Regions from separate parts of the Mus musculus genome. Here all the other regions are linked to region 1. A link is a contact called in public HiChIP or PLAC-seq and promoter capture Hi-C data. All regions are on one chromosome and are shown on one strand. Each heading gives the region's core, a stretch centred on a gene start, on an enhancer-like site or on the middle of the called end of the contact. The rest is flanking DNA. Distances are from core to core; before and after follow the strand shown.

Region 1 (3,545 bases), core at 531-3,030:
AAACTCCAAGGCCAAGATAGATATATCACCTGTTTCCTTGTTGGAGCCCCAGGAGCCAACAGGAGAGGGTACATGTCTCTCAGTGTTTGTTTGGGGTTGTGGAGACAGGAGGATTCAGAGTTTATAGTTATCCTCTGAGCCAGCCGGAACTATGAGCCCAATAAAACCCAACAAAACAAAGTGTAACAACTCTCTACTCCCCCAACCCCCATAGAGTAAAATTTTTCATCATCCCTCTTGGTAACAACTGGTCACATGGTAAAAAGTTTACACTCAGAGTTTTCCATGCATTTATTTTTTTCTTCTCAGTTTGTATGTTTTAATTTGTTTAGAATTTTTCTTCCGTTTTTTTAATTTTCTTTCTTTCTTTCTTTCTTTTTTTTTTTTTTTTTTTTTTTTTTTGAGACAGTCTCCCTATGGTATAGACCAGACTGGCTTGGAATTTGGAGCAATCCACCAGTCTGTTTCCCAAGTACTGGGGTTAATTGCATGTACCATGTCTTACTCCAGGAATTTCATTTATTTGCTATTTTGGGAATGTGATTCAGGACCTTACACATAAGCTAGGCAAACATATTACCACTGAGCTACATCTCCAGCCAGAAAGCTTTTTGTTCATACTTTCCTTTTCCTTCTCTTTTCTTTTTTCTTTTTCTTTCTTTTTTCTTTCTTTCTTTCTTTCTTTCTTTCTTTCTTTCTTTCTTTCTTTCTTTCTTTCTTTTTTTTTTTTAAGACAGAGTTTCTCTGTGCAGCCCTGGCTGTCCTGGAACTCACTCTGTAGACCAGGCTGGCCTCAAACTCAGAAATCCGCCTGCCTCTGCCTCACATGTGCTGGGATTAAAGGCGTGCGCCACCACTGCCTGGCTTTTTTTTTTTTCCCCCATTTTTAAAACAGATTCTCACTTATGTGGTCCTGACTGTTCTGGAATTTAATGCAGAGACCAGTCTGGCCTTGAATTCACAAAGAATTGCCTGTCCCCCTACCCCGCAGATGTGTCTAGCCAGAAAGCTTTTGAAATGGCATTTTGAGCAGCAGTGAATGAATTTTCTGCAGTGGAGGGTGAAGGATAAAGCTAGGAATATTTGTTGGAGTCTGATGCTGGAAGACCTTCCCAGGACTCTCAGTTGCCCTATGGGAAATGACAGAATTAATAGCAGCATGGGTGGGGGTGGGGGGCATCAAACTACACTAAGGGATAAGAGGCCCAGTGATTTGTCCTAGGTCTTCTGGTAGGGACATGACAAAGCCAGCCCTGGCAGCTAGAGCACTGGCTCCTCCATATCTCACCTTTGTCTCAAGCAGCTGGGGTTCACACCCTAGGGGTGGGGCAGGCAGTCAGGAGTGATTGTTTTGTTAGAAGGTTTTACTGTGTGTGTGTATGTGTGTGTCCCAGAACAATGTCTCATCTTCTGTGTGTCTATGGGCACAAGGTTTGCCAAATCTAGAGAATGGGTAATAATAGAATAATTTGGGGTCAAAACTGGGGATCAGTGGTCAGGACAGAGCTCGGTTTTCTCGGTTAAATCCTGGAGTCTGCAGTCCAAAGAAGACCCTTGCTTGCGGGAATGTGAGTTCAGTTTAGGACACACGCATCCTGAGGTTTCTTTGAGACGCCTGTAGAAGAGGATCACAGCTGGGGTGAGGTGACAAGAGAATGTTCTCTCTCAGGTGGGAAGAGTAGGAGACAGTTTAGTCCATCCCGGAGGAGGGGGCGGAGACCGCTGCGTCCAGCGGCCCCTTTAATCGGGGGCGCGCGCTGGCCAGCCCGCGCGCTCTCGCCTCCGTCACCGGGCCGGAGCGGGAGCCGGAGCCGAGCCGAGGCCAGAGCGGGAGGAATGGAGCCCTCCCGCGCGCCCGTGCTGCGCCGCCTGCTGCCGCCGCTACTGCTCTTGCTGCTGCCACTGTACCCCCGCACCCGGGCCAAGTACGTGCGGGGCAACCTCAGCTCCAAAGAGGTGAGCACACCGAGCCATCTCCTAGCGTTCCCTGGCCCGCGGGACCCAAGAGGGGATGATGCCGCCCCGCCCCCTGCGCCCCTCCCGGGCCGGGGCGTGAGGAATGGGGGCCCGGACCAGGGAGAAGGCTGTGGGTTGGGGGTTGCATGGTGGCTGTCGAGGCCAGCCTGGGTGGGGAGGGTCGGTAGGCAGAGTCAGAGTTACGGGGAACAGAGCTGCACCATGGTGGTGCTGAAGGGACAGCACCCCTCACTCCACCAAGTGGAGGTTGCCTGGCCTGCTCAGGACCAGCAAGGAAGGTTTGGGAGATTGCCCAGGATGTCATGATGGCATGGTTTGTGGGACCACCTTGGGGCTGCTCTCTCTCTCTCTCTCTCTCTCTCTCTCTCTCTCTCTCTCTCTCTCTCTCTCTCTCTCTCTCTCTCTCTCTCTCTCTCTCTCAGCATGTGTGTGCATGTGTGTGTGTAACTGGGGGAATGCAGCTGAGAAAGAGTCCAGGACAGATGGTGGTGGGGATGTGCACCTGGCCATCCCTGGTCTTTTTCAGTGTGTCTGGAAGATGGGGAGGAGGAGGACGGGGGTGGGGGGGAAAGAAACTTGAGGGACATCTGAGGGAGAAAACCAGGGCAGCAGAAAATCGGACACACAGCAAAAGGATCTGGAAAGAATTCTGGAGGTGACTTAGCTGCTTTGTGGTGTTTGGGAAGCTAAGTGGCTTTGGGTAGAGAAGAAAAGTTGAGGGTCTGTGGGTAGGGTCAAGCTGAGTTCTTGAAGGACTCAGATCTCACTGGATTCTTTTTGCCAGGATTGGGTGTTCCTGACAAGATTTTGTTTCCTTTCGGATTATGGACGACTGGACTTCCGATTCCGATACCCCGAGGTGAGTCTCCCTAGCCACTCTCCTTAGCTGAGGCTGGACACTCCCTTGGCCCTCCTTGGCAAAAGCTCTCCAACTGCTATAAACACCCCAACCGCCAAATCTCTGGGTCTTCAGGCTAAGTGCTGTCAGAACATCCTCCTCTACTTTGACGACCCATCCCAGTGGCCAGCGGTGTACAAGGCAAGGGACAAGGTGAGAGCTGTGAAGAGTGGGTATGTGAGGGGTGTCCAGGGACAGAAGGCCACAGCCATTCAGAGGGTGACCATGCCTCTGCCTTGCCCTAGGACTGTTTGGCCAAGGAGTCGGTGATCAGGCCAGAGAACAACCAGGTCATCAATCTCACCACTCAGTACGCCTGGTCGGGCTGTCAGGTGCGAGGCAGTGCAGAGGTGCTAAAGGTCTAGGGCCTGGTGGCATTGCAGATGAGACTTCAGCCTTTTGGCTTCTCCCCAGGTGGTGTCAGAGGAGGGAACTCGCTACCTGAGCTGCTCCAGTGGCCGCAGCTTCCGTTCTGTGCGTGAAAGATGGTGGTATATCGCACTCAGCAAGTGTGGGGTAAGGGCCTGGGGCAGCTGCCTGGCCTTTCTCCTCTTTCCCTTCCTGTTGACTTCCTCCTACCTGCCCAGAGCCCCACTTAGGCCTCCCCACTCCCCACAGGGAGACGGGCTGCAGTTGGAGTATGAGATGGTCCTTACCAACGGCAAGTCTT
Region 2 (3,545 bases), core at 648-3,147, 3.0 Mb after region 1:
AACAGATAAGATACAATAAATGGATTTTGGAGCCCTTTGTCTCATTTTGGGGTCAGAGATGCTCAACCTCTCTCAGGACATGGTCTTTACATTGCTACCATTAGGAATTTTGAATTATATTTATACCCAGATTGCCCACAGATCCAAAACCACTAGCCCAGCACCACATCCTAGGAGCTATGATGACATCACAAGCCCAGCAGGAATGCTCCACTTTAGAGGCAGCCCATTATCAGTCCTGAACTCAACACTGCCCCTTCCTACCCGTGAGACACCCACCTCCAGCATGCTCTCCCAGCTGCTCTCTCCAGGTTTCAATGACGAGGGAGAAGGTGCCCTGGTTGGACAGAGAAGAACGAAGAGAGGAAGCCGGTGGTCAGGGAAGCTCACTGACCTCCAGAACACAGCACGGAGTCTGGAAGCCAGCTCTGGGACTGAGCTACGGAGCATTCCCAGAAGGAGCTGCCCCGGGAGCCAGGAGCATTTTGGTCTCATTCTGGATACGCCATTGTGCCAAGTGTGTTTGCACATACCTGTAATCCCAGCGCTCAGGAGGCTGAGATAGGAGGGTTTCAAATATGAGGTTAGTTTGGGGTATCTAGCAAGACCCTGTCCAAAAGGACATACTAAGGTGTTCCCATCTACAGGTGAGGAAATAAAATATGGAAAAAGTTCCCAACAATGTCTACATTTCAAATACGGGCCCTGATTCTTTTTGAGATGTGCAGGGTACAGGGATGGGGACCAGGATTCAGTAAGTGACCTGATGTCCCAACCAAAAGAACTAAGGCTGGAAACATGAGAGATTAGGTGACCTCAAGAAAGTGCTTGAGAGGAGCCCCAGGTCCAAAGAAGAGATCTAGAATAAAGACAAAGACCCCAACTCGACTTGCTATTGCACCCCATAACTCCAGCACTTGGGAGATGGGAGTGAGTGAAGACAGGAGGATCAGGAACTCACGACCAGATTTAGCTACATAGTGAACTCAGAGACAGCCAGGCTTGTCTCTAAAAATACAAAACAAAATACAAACAATAACAACAAAACAGGATGAGAAGAGGATTCACTGGGTAAAAAACACTTACTGAAAACCTTAGTCCAACCCCCTGGGTCCCACATGGTAAATAAAGGGCAGAACTGAAATTGTCCACATATCGCTGTAAAGCGTATTCGTGAGTATAACACACACACACACACACACACACACACACACACACACACACACACACACAACCACAAAAAGATGAGAAGCCCAGTTTTAAGACATCCCTGAAGAGAATAGCGGAGGGGGTCTGGGAATGTGGGTTTCGGAGAGGAGGGGGTAGTAAAGGCTCTGGGGCACGGGATGGTGTCGGGAGCTGGGGGGGGACAGAAAGAGGTGGAGGTTGGACTCACCGGCCAAGCATCGCGGAAGGGCACACGTACGAGGCCATCAGGCAGCGGCAGGGCAGCCGCTGACTCTCCGGGGTGCTCCGTATAGACCGGGACGCTCGTGCTCAGTGCTGCGCCCAGGGCGCACAGGGACTCGGTGGCCTCCTGGGAGACTCCGGGCTTCAGGCAGACCCTGAAGAAGAGGCGGCAAGGGCCTCGGGCGTTGCAGGGGGAGCGTGGGGTCCCGAGGCCTGGGCCTGGCCCGAAAGAATGAATTTGTAGCTCGAAGACACCAGCTGGCAGTGCCTGGGACAGAGAGGGCCACAAGGTTAAGGGACCTAGGTATCTGTGTGCCCCATGAAAGTCTCTAAGACCTCCAGGTCTCGGCCCAACCCCATCTGTTCCTTTCCTTTCTGTATCTGACCTGAGGAAGAAGAAAAGCCAGGATCAGCGTCTGGGAAAGCGGAGACACCTGCAGAGAGACCATTGCTTTGGGGGACAGGATGGGGAAATAGTCTCAGGAGTCGCAGCTGCTGGATGCCGGAGTCTTATATTTGAGGGGACGCTCCGCCCCTTCAGGCCAGTCTTTTAGCTACCGGCCGAGAGGGGTCCCAGGGAAAGGGATACAGTAACTCTATGTGGGCGACTTGGTGAGGTTCATCCTGAGTGTGATTGCATGCGCCAATCTGAAAGCGGCAGGGGTTAATTTCTAAGATACTGTGCGTACTGAAGTGGGAGAACGGAAATACAGGTGCATTCCTCTCTATCATGTATGTACTTATGTGAGCTCCTGTCCGCTGTGGAGGACCCTATGAACCCATGAGTGCAGTGAATGCGTCTCCAGCCGGCTGTGTGTGAGGTTGTGTTTCGGAGCCCCACAGAGGAGGCGGTGAGGAAGAATCCTGAGTTCTTTGTGTGGACCCCTGTGTGTTTGTGGAAGACCTCTCGTGTGTATGCATGTGTGTTTCCCCTTCTTAAAACAAAGCCCCCCCTCCGCGAAGCCAGTATCGCCACCAGACGCCAGGCTAGGATCCTGGTCTTGGAGGGGCCTCCCAGCTGTATGTAAATGTCGCCATCTGCCGGGCGGCCGTGCCCCTCCCCCTTGGGCCGCAGCTGGGCCTCCCATTTGGGCTCAGGAAGGTGTGAGAGGCAAACGGACAGGAAATTAGTCTTCAGTCTTCGGGCACCAGGGCCCCACTCTCCACCCCAGATGAATGGAGCTGCTCATCCCACCCCGGGGGGCGAGGAGGTGGGATTTCGCAGGATCCAGGCAAGTAAAACAATTTAGGTGCAGGTGCCCAGGCTAGTGTGCTGAAGTCAGACGGTGAGCAAGGCTGCAGAAACAGAGGAAACCCACTCCCCACCCCCAGTAAATACTAAGTTAATACTCAGAGCTAGTAATTTTAGGGAAAATATAAGTTGCTCCTATATCCACATTTGTCTTGTAGAGGGGAGACGGCTATAGTCCCACTAAATGTTTAGTCGAAAAAGAGGCGTGGGTGGGCATGGCAGACCTGTAATCCCAGCAGTGCAGAAGCAGGACAAACAAGAGAAAGAAGCCAGCCTAGACGACATAAAGCCTTTCTCAAAACCAATACAGGAAAATACCACAAAACCCTACCACACCTGGTTTTGCTTCACCACGAGGCAAGGTGGTATTTCCAGAGCTCTGAATCACAAATAAAGCAGACTTTAAGGGATTTCTGAAAGTCTTAGCTGTTTAGGACTTTGTTACGCACAGAAACAGAGCCCCTGCTAAGGCCTGGGGTGTGAGGAGGATCCTGGAGCAAACACATTGTGAACAGCAAAGGCTGAGGCCCTGGGACGATCATGCCTGCCCGACCAGCCATCCCAGGAGCTTTTCCTCTCACTGTAGACTCTGCTGGCACACACCTTCCAAAGAGGCGCTCCAGATCATTCCATCCGGTCTAAAACAGCATCTTCCAGCTGGTGAGATGACTTAGGCAGGGCACTTTCTGCCAAGCCTGTTTTCACCCGTGGATCCACATGGCCAGGAACTACCCCCACCACTCTTCTCTTACCGGATGCCCATGCCTACTCTGCCCCCAGACATATAAAAATATAAAACAAACAAACACCTCTAAGGCCCCAAACCACTGCTTCTCTCCTCAGTTCTCTTTCCTGTGAACACTCCTTATGCCTGTTAGGTTAG
Region 3 (3,545 bases), core at 642-3,141, 3.0 Mb after region 1:
ATGGTCTTTATATTCTTTTCAATTTTACTAACAAGCTTTTTTGTGTGTATGACAGGGTCTCACTGTGTGTAGCCCTAGATGGATTAGAACTCTATGTAGACCAGGGTGACCTTGAACTCACAGAGCTCCTCCTGCCTCAGCCTCAAGTGCTGATTGAGCCCAGAGCAGCACCACTGAGCTACACTCCCAGGCAGTACGAGTGCATCTCCCACAGTATATACATAGTGCCAGAAGACAGCTTGCAGGAGTTGGCCTTCCTCCCACTCTGTGGGTCCAGGGGATGCAACTGAAGACATCCTCAGCATTACCTGCTGAGCATCTCGCTGGTCCTCTAACCCTAGGCTTATTTTTACTTTGAGTCATGGTCTTAGTTGCCCAGACTGTCCTTGAAGTCTGTAGCCCAGGCTACCCTTGAACTTTTTCGGCATTGGACACCTAGGTAGCTGGGGTTACAGGCTTGAGCTCCAGATGCGAGTGTTGGGGACAGCATTGACAGGTTGGAGACATGTGGCCTCTGGGTTCCTCAAAGGCACGAGAAGGCAGGTGCAGAGTTGATTACGTGGCGGAGATACAGCTGCATTTCAGACTCTTAGCACACTTTTCACATTAGCCCAGGCTGGCCTAGAACTTGCCAAGTAGCCCAGGACGAACATAATCTCATCTTCCTGCCTCTACCTCCCAAAGACTGGGATTGCAGCTGTGCTCCACCACGGGTAGCCCTCTTGTTTTCTGAGATTATCGACAGGCAGTGGCCACCCTAGGAGATTCAACAGTGTATTACACTCAAGTAAGGGAAGTGCTGCCACTGCGTGGGGGAAAGAGGCATGGAAGTGCCGAGAGAAACGGCTACACCAACCGTAACGAGCAAAAATGAAGAAAATATGCCAGCAAGATGGATCACTAGGTAGAGGCATTCACTTGCCAAACCTGACAACCTGAGTTTGGGTCCACATGGTAGGATGGAACTGACTCCTAAAAGTTATCTTCTGATCTCCATACACCTGCCGTGGCTCGAACTCGTGTGCGCACTCAAAGCTAAATGTGACACAGAAGCCAGAGTAGAGCACAACTGACTAGCACCTTGAGTTCAATAAGGTTGGAAGGAGAGAAGGCCACGACGTTGACCTTGACCTCCACAGCTGCACGGTTCCGACTTACACAGACACACTAAAAAACAGTCCGGAGATTAAAAGCACTTTTTCTTTCAGACAACCCAGGTTCAGTTCCCAAAACCTGTGTGGTAGCTCAAAACTACCTTGCTTCCTCCCTCCCCACCTTTCCTTCCCCCTCCCCTCTCTCTCTTCTCTGTCTCTCAGATAGGGGTCAAACCCAAGACCTTACACCCTAGGCAAGTTCTCAGCCACTGAGCTATCTCTAGCCCAGTTCACAAACACCCTGGAACTCTAGTTACCGATACCGTCTTCAGATTTTCTTAGGATCCAGACACACATATGGCTTACATATACAGATATGTAACAAAACATCCATATATGTGTTTGTTTGTTTGTTGAGACGGGGTTTCTCTGTCCTGGATCTGGCTCCAGAGATCCACCTGCTTCTGCCTCCGGAGTGCTGGTATTAAAGGCGTGCGCCGCCACCACCGCTAATTCCAGTTTTCTGGAGGCAGAAGCAGGCAGATCTGAGTGTATATATGAGTTCCAGGCCAGCCAAATGTACATGGACGCTGCCTCAAACAAGGCAATAAAATAATAATAATAATAATAATAATAATAATAATAATAATAATAATAATAATAATAAATTAAAGTATGTGATGCCGCCCCTGCTGGTTCAGAACTTGAGGCGGCCGTGGCGGTAATGGCACATGGCACCCCTAGAGGGCGATAGAGGTCCGGGCACCCGTCCTTGCGCAAGCACTTTTGTTTTCCAGGGCGCCGAGGCCCGCGCATGCGCACATCTTCACGCTGCCGCCGGAGCCGGTGCTTCTGAGGATTCAACGGTGGCAATGTCCGAGCTTCCCGGAGAGAGCAGGATCCCGGACCTGAGCCCCATGAACGGCGTCGGCGACGTCCTGCAGGTGGGACTGGGCGGAGGCAGTCCGGTCCCCGAAGCCCAGGAAGACCCGCTGGCCACAGCCTCCCAGCCCATGGCGCCGGCCCCGGGCCTGGCTCCCGGGCAGTTCCCCGGCGTGGCGGGCCTGATGGCGATCCCGCACGTCCACGCGCCGCTCCTCCTCCTAGAGCTGTACGAGCAGCGGATGTTCCAACACTATCTGCACACCAACCCCCTGATCCCCACCAGGCTGCTCCACGAAATCGAGGAGCGCCGCCGGCTGTTCGTGGAGGGCTGCAGGGCCAGGGAGGCGGCCTTCGACGCCAACCCCCCGCAGATGGACTCGCACGCCCGCGCCTTCATGCTGGCGCTCACGGCCTCCGACGCCCGCGGCCCCAACGCCGACTGAGGGGTGGCCTTCACCTATAACCTCCGAGGAAGGAGGCCGGAGGACCGGACTTCAAGGTCATCCTCCGCCATGTAGCGAGTTGGAGGCCAGCCTGGGCTACAGGAGACTGTCTTTTAAAAATAAAAAATAAAAATAAAAGATTGGTGGCCAGGAAGTCAGGTGACTCCTAGAATCAAGGGCAAAGGCAGATGTCTGGGCAAATGTCATGAGGTGGGGAATCCATGCCAGAATCCAGCCGTGGGCAGGGTGGAATGAAGCAGGCCGGGAGAGAGAAGGGCACTTGAGGCTTGAGGCTGACAAGCAAAGAGGACTCTTCTGACTTCCACCTTGTGACTGTCAGCAATCTTTCCCTCCCCTGCATTTGTTGAAAATCATGGTTGCTTCACTGCGAAGGACGATGGTTTTGCAAAGATGAAGTCTAAGAAATATCAATGAAAAAGACCATAGAAATCAGCGGAGATGCGGGAAGAAACCAGGGGATGTGCTTGCTAGATTCTGTTCCTCCCGGGTTTTACTGAGTAAGAAGAAAGCTGTAAACCACTTGGACATTTCAGAATTGAGGGTCGTCCCATCGTCAGCTGACAAGATCCATGTATCGTTACTTCTTGTGTTTGATGTTCTGTAGACGAGTTGTAAATATTCAGATAGGGAAAACCATGTATGTGTTGTGAGATGAATATTTTTCCAGACCTTGTGTAGTTGTAACCATGCGGAAATAGATGAGTGATTATTTAAATAATACAGACACAAGACTCAAATTCTGCAAAAGATACTATGGGAAGTTAAACTTATCTGCCAAATTGAAAATAGGTATCCATACAGATTTGTGTTTTCTGTAGGGTTTTTCAAACAGATTTTATAAGGCATATATGAACTGGTACCAGTCTAGTTATCCCCCAATCTTGGGTGCTGAGGATGGACCCCAAGCCTTCTTGCCCTGCTCCCATTCCTTCTGAATCAAGGTAGGGTAGGGTTTTGGCTCAGTGGTTAAAGGTGTCTGCTGCTAAGCCTTATTACTGAATTTGATCCCTGGACCCAAGAGGTGAAGGTGGAAGAATCCACACCCATTTCCTCCAAGCACCACTGGTGCACATCCACGTGCAATGTAAACAAATCTACATAG
Region 4 (3,545 bases), core at 467-2,966, 2.2 Mb after region 1:
TTTAAGTTTACAGCTTGTAAACAAAATGCCAGGACTGTGTATCTTTTATATAGGCTAGCTAAAACATAATAATTCATTTTTACAAACACCTATAGGCAGAGGTAAGAGGATCAGGAATTCAAGACCACATATGGCTACATATGGAATTCAAAGCCTGCCTAAGCTACACAAGGCTCAGCCAACAAATGAACAAACGCTCAGAATTCACATTTTCCTGGTAGTGTCCCCATGCGCTTTTGTTGTTGTTTGACAGTTTCGTGTAGCTCAGGTTGGCCTTGAACTTGTAATGTATCAGAGGCTGAGGTAGAGATCCTCCTGCTTTAGCTCCTGGACATTGGGTTTACAGACACACAAACCTGTTGGCTACTGTGCATTTTACAAATGGGAAAGCAGGAATTGGAGAGGCATGGTTTGGTGGCCTGGGTTTCCCACAGGTTTAGGGGTGAAGCTGGGACCCTGGGATACCATAGAATACCATATAATATCCCACACCATGGAAATATGTGAAACGTGTACCCACAGAGGAGGGAAAGCTATAAGGCTGGGTGGCTCCTTGTGGGTAATGCTGAATACAGATGTGTTAGTGGAGAGATGGAGACACCAGGGCGATTTGAGGGTAATCTAAGGGGAGATGGAAACAGGAAGTACAAGAATAACTGGTATGAAGAGATTTAGGGGAAATGGGGGTTTCATGAAGGAGATGTGTGGGTGACTAAGACAATGATGACAGAGAGACCGGCTCATCAGTGCTTGCAATCCCCACACTCAGGAGGCTGAGCAATTGGATCTAAAATTCAAGGCCAGCCTGAGTTGCACTGGTGACTGAATGCTAATCTCCCGCACAGGTACCCAGTGCTAACAAAGATGGAAGAGTGACCAGCGGAGCACTGGGGACAGCAGGGGCGTGTCTGAGCTGACATACTTTGAGGTTACAAGGAGACCCTGTCACATAAAAAGAGAAAACTGAGCATATAAGGCCAATCAGGGCTTAAGGGGAATGAAAATGAATAAAAAGGACAATGTTTGTGCTGAAGAGATGGTGCAGCAGTTAAAAGCACTTGTTGCTCTTCCAAAGGACCTGAACTAGAAAACCCAGCATTCACATGGGATGGCTCACAACCATTCGTAACTACAAATCCAGGGAATTAGACATCTTCTGATCTCCTCGGGTAAATGCAGTCACAGATACTCAATTAATTGTAAACAAACAAAAAAACAAAAATTACTTCTTAAAGGAGGGGGCGATGTGAGAGAGGTCATGGCGTCAGAAGGGGAGGGGTGGTGACGATTTAAGTGGGGTATGATTTAAGAGAAGGGATGAGGGCACCTAAGTGGGCCAAGGACGATATAGAAGAGATGCATTATAGACGAGAGGGTGACACAGGGAGGGCAGCCAAGGTGTCGCGCACCAGATCGCACAGTACCTGCACGTCAGAGTCTTCTACTCCAGAACCTAGCCCCGCCTTCCCGCCCACCTGTGCGCAGGCGCAGTCGCGCTAGACTGCGGGCAGGGTGGGGGCTAGACTTGATCCTTTCTGATTGGCGGCGTTCTTCGCGACCGAGGCTCTGTGTTGTCATGTGATGGTCGCCGCCCCACACTCTCTTGCTGGTTGGAGGCTAGGAGGGCTAGAGCGGCTGGTGGAAGGTGCAGTCTGGCTTCCGGTATCAAGGGCAGGACTTCCGGGGCGGGCGGCCCAGGCCGAGGGAGGAGTGTCTGACAGTTGGCGCGACCCGGAGGGCGGGCGGGCGCCTCGTGGGGGTGCGGGCCCCAGAGTGCCAGGTGAGGTGCGGGACTGGGACGGAGGAGGTTAGGGATGGAGATACGGGGTGGCCGGGGGTCTGGACTTCCCGCGCAGCCCATACTGTACGATCAGATAAATGATTTCTCTTTCTGAGCCTCAGTTTCCTCTTCTGTACAATGGGGGCCCAGAAGCTGACCGTAGAACCCGTGTAATGGGACGTCAGGTCGTGCACACCCGTTCTGCTCTCAGAGCTCTCCATGTTACTCTTCCATCCTCGTTAGCACTGATGATGGGTACCCGCGCGGGAGCTGCCCGAGCTAGCAGGCCAGCGGGTTTGGGTTCTAATCCCAGCTTCCCTTTGCAAGAACTGGGCCTGTGTCATTACCTTTCTGAGCCCAAGTTTTCTCTGTTTAGTGAAAACCGATAATCTCAGGCTCCTATGTTCGTCGTGTGGATCCTGATGAATGTCTTTGGCATACCAACAGCTCGGTGGATCGGGATTGTAGCTGAGAGTTCTAACAACATAGAGGAGGGAAGCCCAAAGGAAGCAAAACAACAGTCAAGAAGATTGTTTGCCTCTTTCCTGAGTCCTGAAATAGCGATTTAAAATAATGACTAATGCATGTTCCTCAATTTAAAAGGGGGCATTTTGCATTGTTATCCTAGCCAGGAGAAGGGAACCTTAACTTGAAATACAATAGAAATAGAACATTCCTCTTCATTTGTGGGCAGTAAATGAAAGATACTTGAAAAGTTGTTTTGTTTGTGTGTTTGTTTGTTTATTTACTTATTTATTATTTTTGAAGCTGGGTCTCTGTTTGTAGCTCTTTCTGTCGTGGAACTCACTACATAGACCAGGTTGGCTTTGAACTCACAGATAAACTGCCTGCCTCTGCCCCTCTACCCAGTGCTGGGATTAAAAGCCTCTGCTATCATGCCAGGGTGGCTAAATAGTCTTATATACTTGGTTTCCACCTCACATCTGCATGCAACTTACATTAGGTCTACAACTGTCCCAGTCTGTCACTAGTTTAGTTCAGATTTAATGAATACCTGTCAGACGTAGTTGTAGGAACTTTGAGTTTGCTGTTTTAACCCCTCTAATATATATATTTTTTAATTTTAAATGACATGTTTTATTACACTGTATGTAAAACCAGAGGATAGCTTGGCCTGGTGGCCTTTACCTACTTAGCCTACTTATCTCTCTGCCCCTCCCCACCTGCCGCCCCCCCCCCCCCCAGGAGAAAAGCAGAGGTACTTGTTTTTAATTTTTTTCCCCATTGATGTACCTGCCCATGCATTTCTGTGGAGATTAGGAAAAGTTTTGGGAGTCAGTTCTCTTTCTCCGAGTGGGATGCCGGTTCAGGCGACAGAACTCCTGTTGTCTGACTTGATGGCAGGCACCTTTGAGTAGGTTGTCCTATCATTTACTTTAAAGTCCTGGCAATGGAACCCAGGCCAGGCACACGCTAGGCAAGTGCCCCACCACTGAGCAGTTTCCCAGCCCTCGGCTTTTTGAGGTAAGGGCTGTCCACGGAGCACACCTGGCCTGGAACTCAAAAGCCTCAACTTCCCAAGTGCCAAGACTGCAGGTACCTGCTGCTATGATGAGCAGTAGTGGGACCGTCCTTAAATGGCTCCAAGAGGGGGAGTCCCAGAAAGCAGAGCTACCTGCCTGAGGTCAGGGTTGGGTCTAAGTTCCCCTCCCCCCTTCCTCTCCACCTTTCCACCCCTTCTTTGGCTTTTTTGAGACAGGGCCTTAGGCTTTTGCCTTGACTGTCCTCAAGCTCATGGTGCTAT

What was found. Promoter capture Hi-C pulls out the DNA fragments that hold promoters and counts their contacts. HiChIP or PLAC-seq counts read pairs in DNA pulled down with a chosen protein or histone mark.
Region 2: a promoter capture Hi-C map of liver shows a contact between it and region 1, with 2.6 times the contacts expected there. The contact joins the promoter of Dll3 here to the promoter of Tmem145 in region 1. A contact is called at or near these places in 1 of 39 promoter capture datasets (liver) and 1 of 115 datasets of contacts at active chromatin or transcription factors (astrocytes).
Region 3: a promoter capture Hi-C map of liver shows a contact between it and region 1, with 4 times the contacts expected there. The contact joins the promoter of Eid2b here to the promoter of Tmem145 in region 1. A contact is called at or near these places in 2 of 39 promoter capture datasets (both in liver).
Region 4: a contact with region 1 is called in an H3K4me3 HiChIP or PLAC-seq map of stem cell-derived neural progenitor cells, with 5 times the contacts expected there. The contact joins the promoter of 2310022A10Rik here to the promoter of Tmem145 in region 1. A contact is called at or near these places in 3 of 39 promoter capture datasets (cranial neural crest, embryonic stem cells and liver) and 2 of 115 datasets of contacts at active chromatin or transcription factors (astrocytes and stem cell-derived neural progenitor cells).

Annotation. Positions count from the first base shown.
Region 1 is chr7:25,304,328-25,307,872 of GRCm38.p6, forward strand. Tmem145 (transmembrane protein 145) reads left to right here and starts at 1,781. Exons shown (of 15, transcript NM_183311.2): 1 at 1,781-1,956; 2 at 2,762-2,836; 3 at 2,951-3,028; 4 at 3,121-3,207; 5 at 3,290-3,391; 6 at 3,494-3,545. The coding sequence starts at 1,837.
Region 2 is chr7:28,299,888-28,303,432 of GRCm38.p6, forward strand. Dll3 (delta like canonical Notch ligand 3) reads right to left here and starts at 1,898. Exons shown (of 9, transcript NM_007866.2): 1 at 1,797-1,898; 2 at 1,397-1,678; 3 at 280-337. The coding sequence starts at 1,859.
Region 3 is chr7:28,275,815-28,279,359 of GRCm38.p6, forward strand. Eid2b (EP300 interacting inhibitor of differentiation 2B) reads left to right here and starts at 1,892. Exons shown (of 1, transcript NM_001177427.1): 1 at 1,892-3,545. The coding sequence starts at 1,967. The coding sequence ends at 2,422.
Region 4 is chr7:27,551,574-27,555,118 of GRCm38.p6, forward strand. 2310022A10Rik (RIKEN cDNA 2310022A10 gene) reads left to right here and starts at 1,717. Exons shown (of 10, transcript NM_175107.5): 1 at 1,717-1,780. Pld3 (phospholipase D family, member 3) reads right to left here and starts at 1,645. Exons shown (of 14, transcript NM_011116.2): 1 at 1,425-1,645.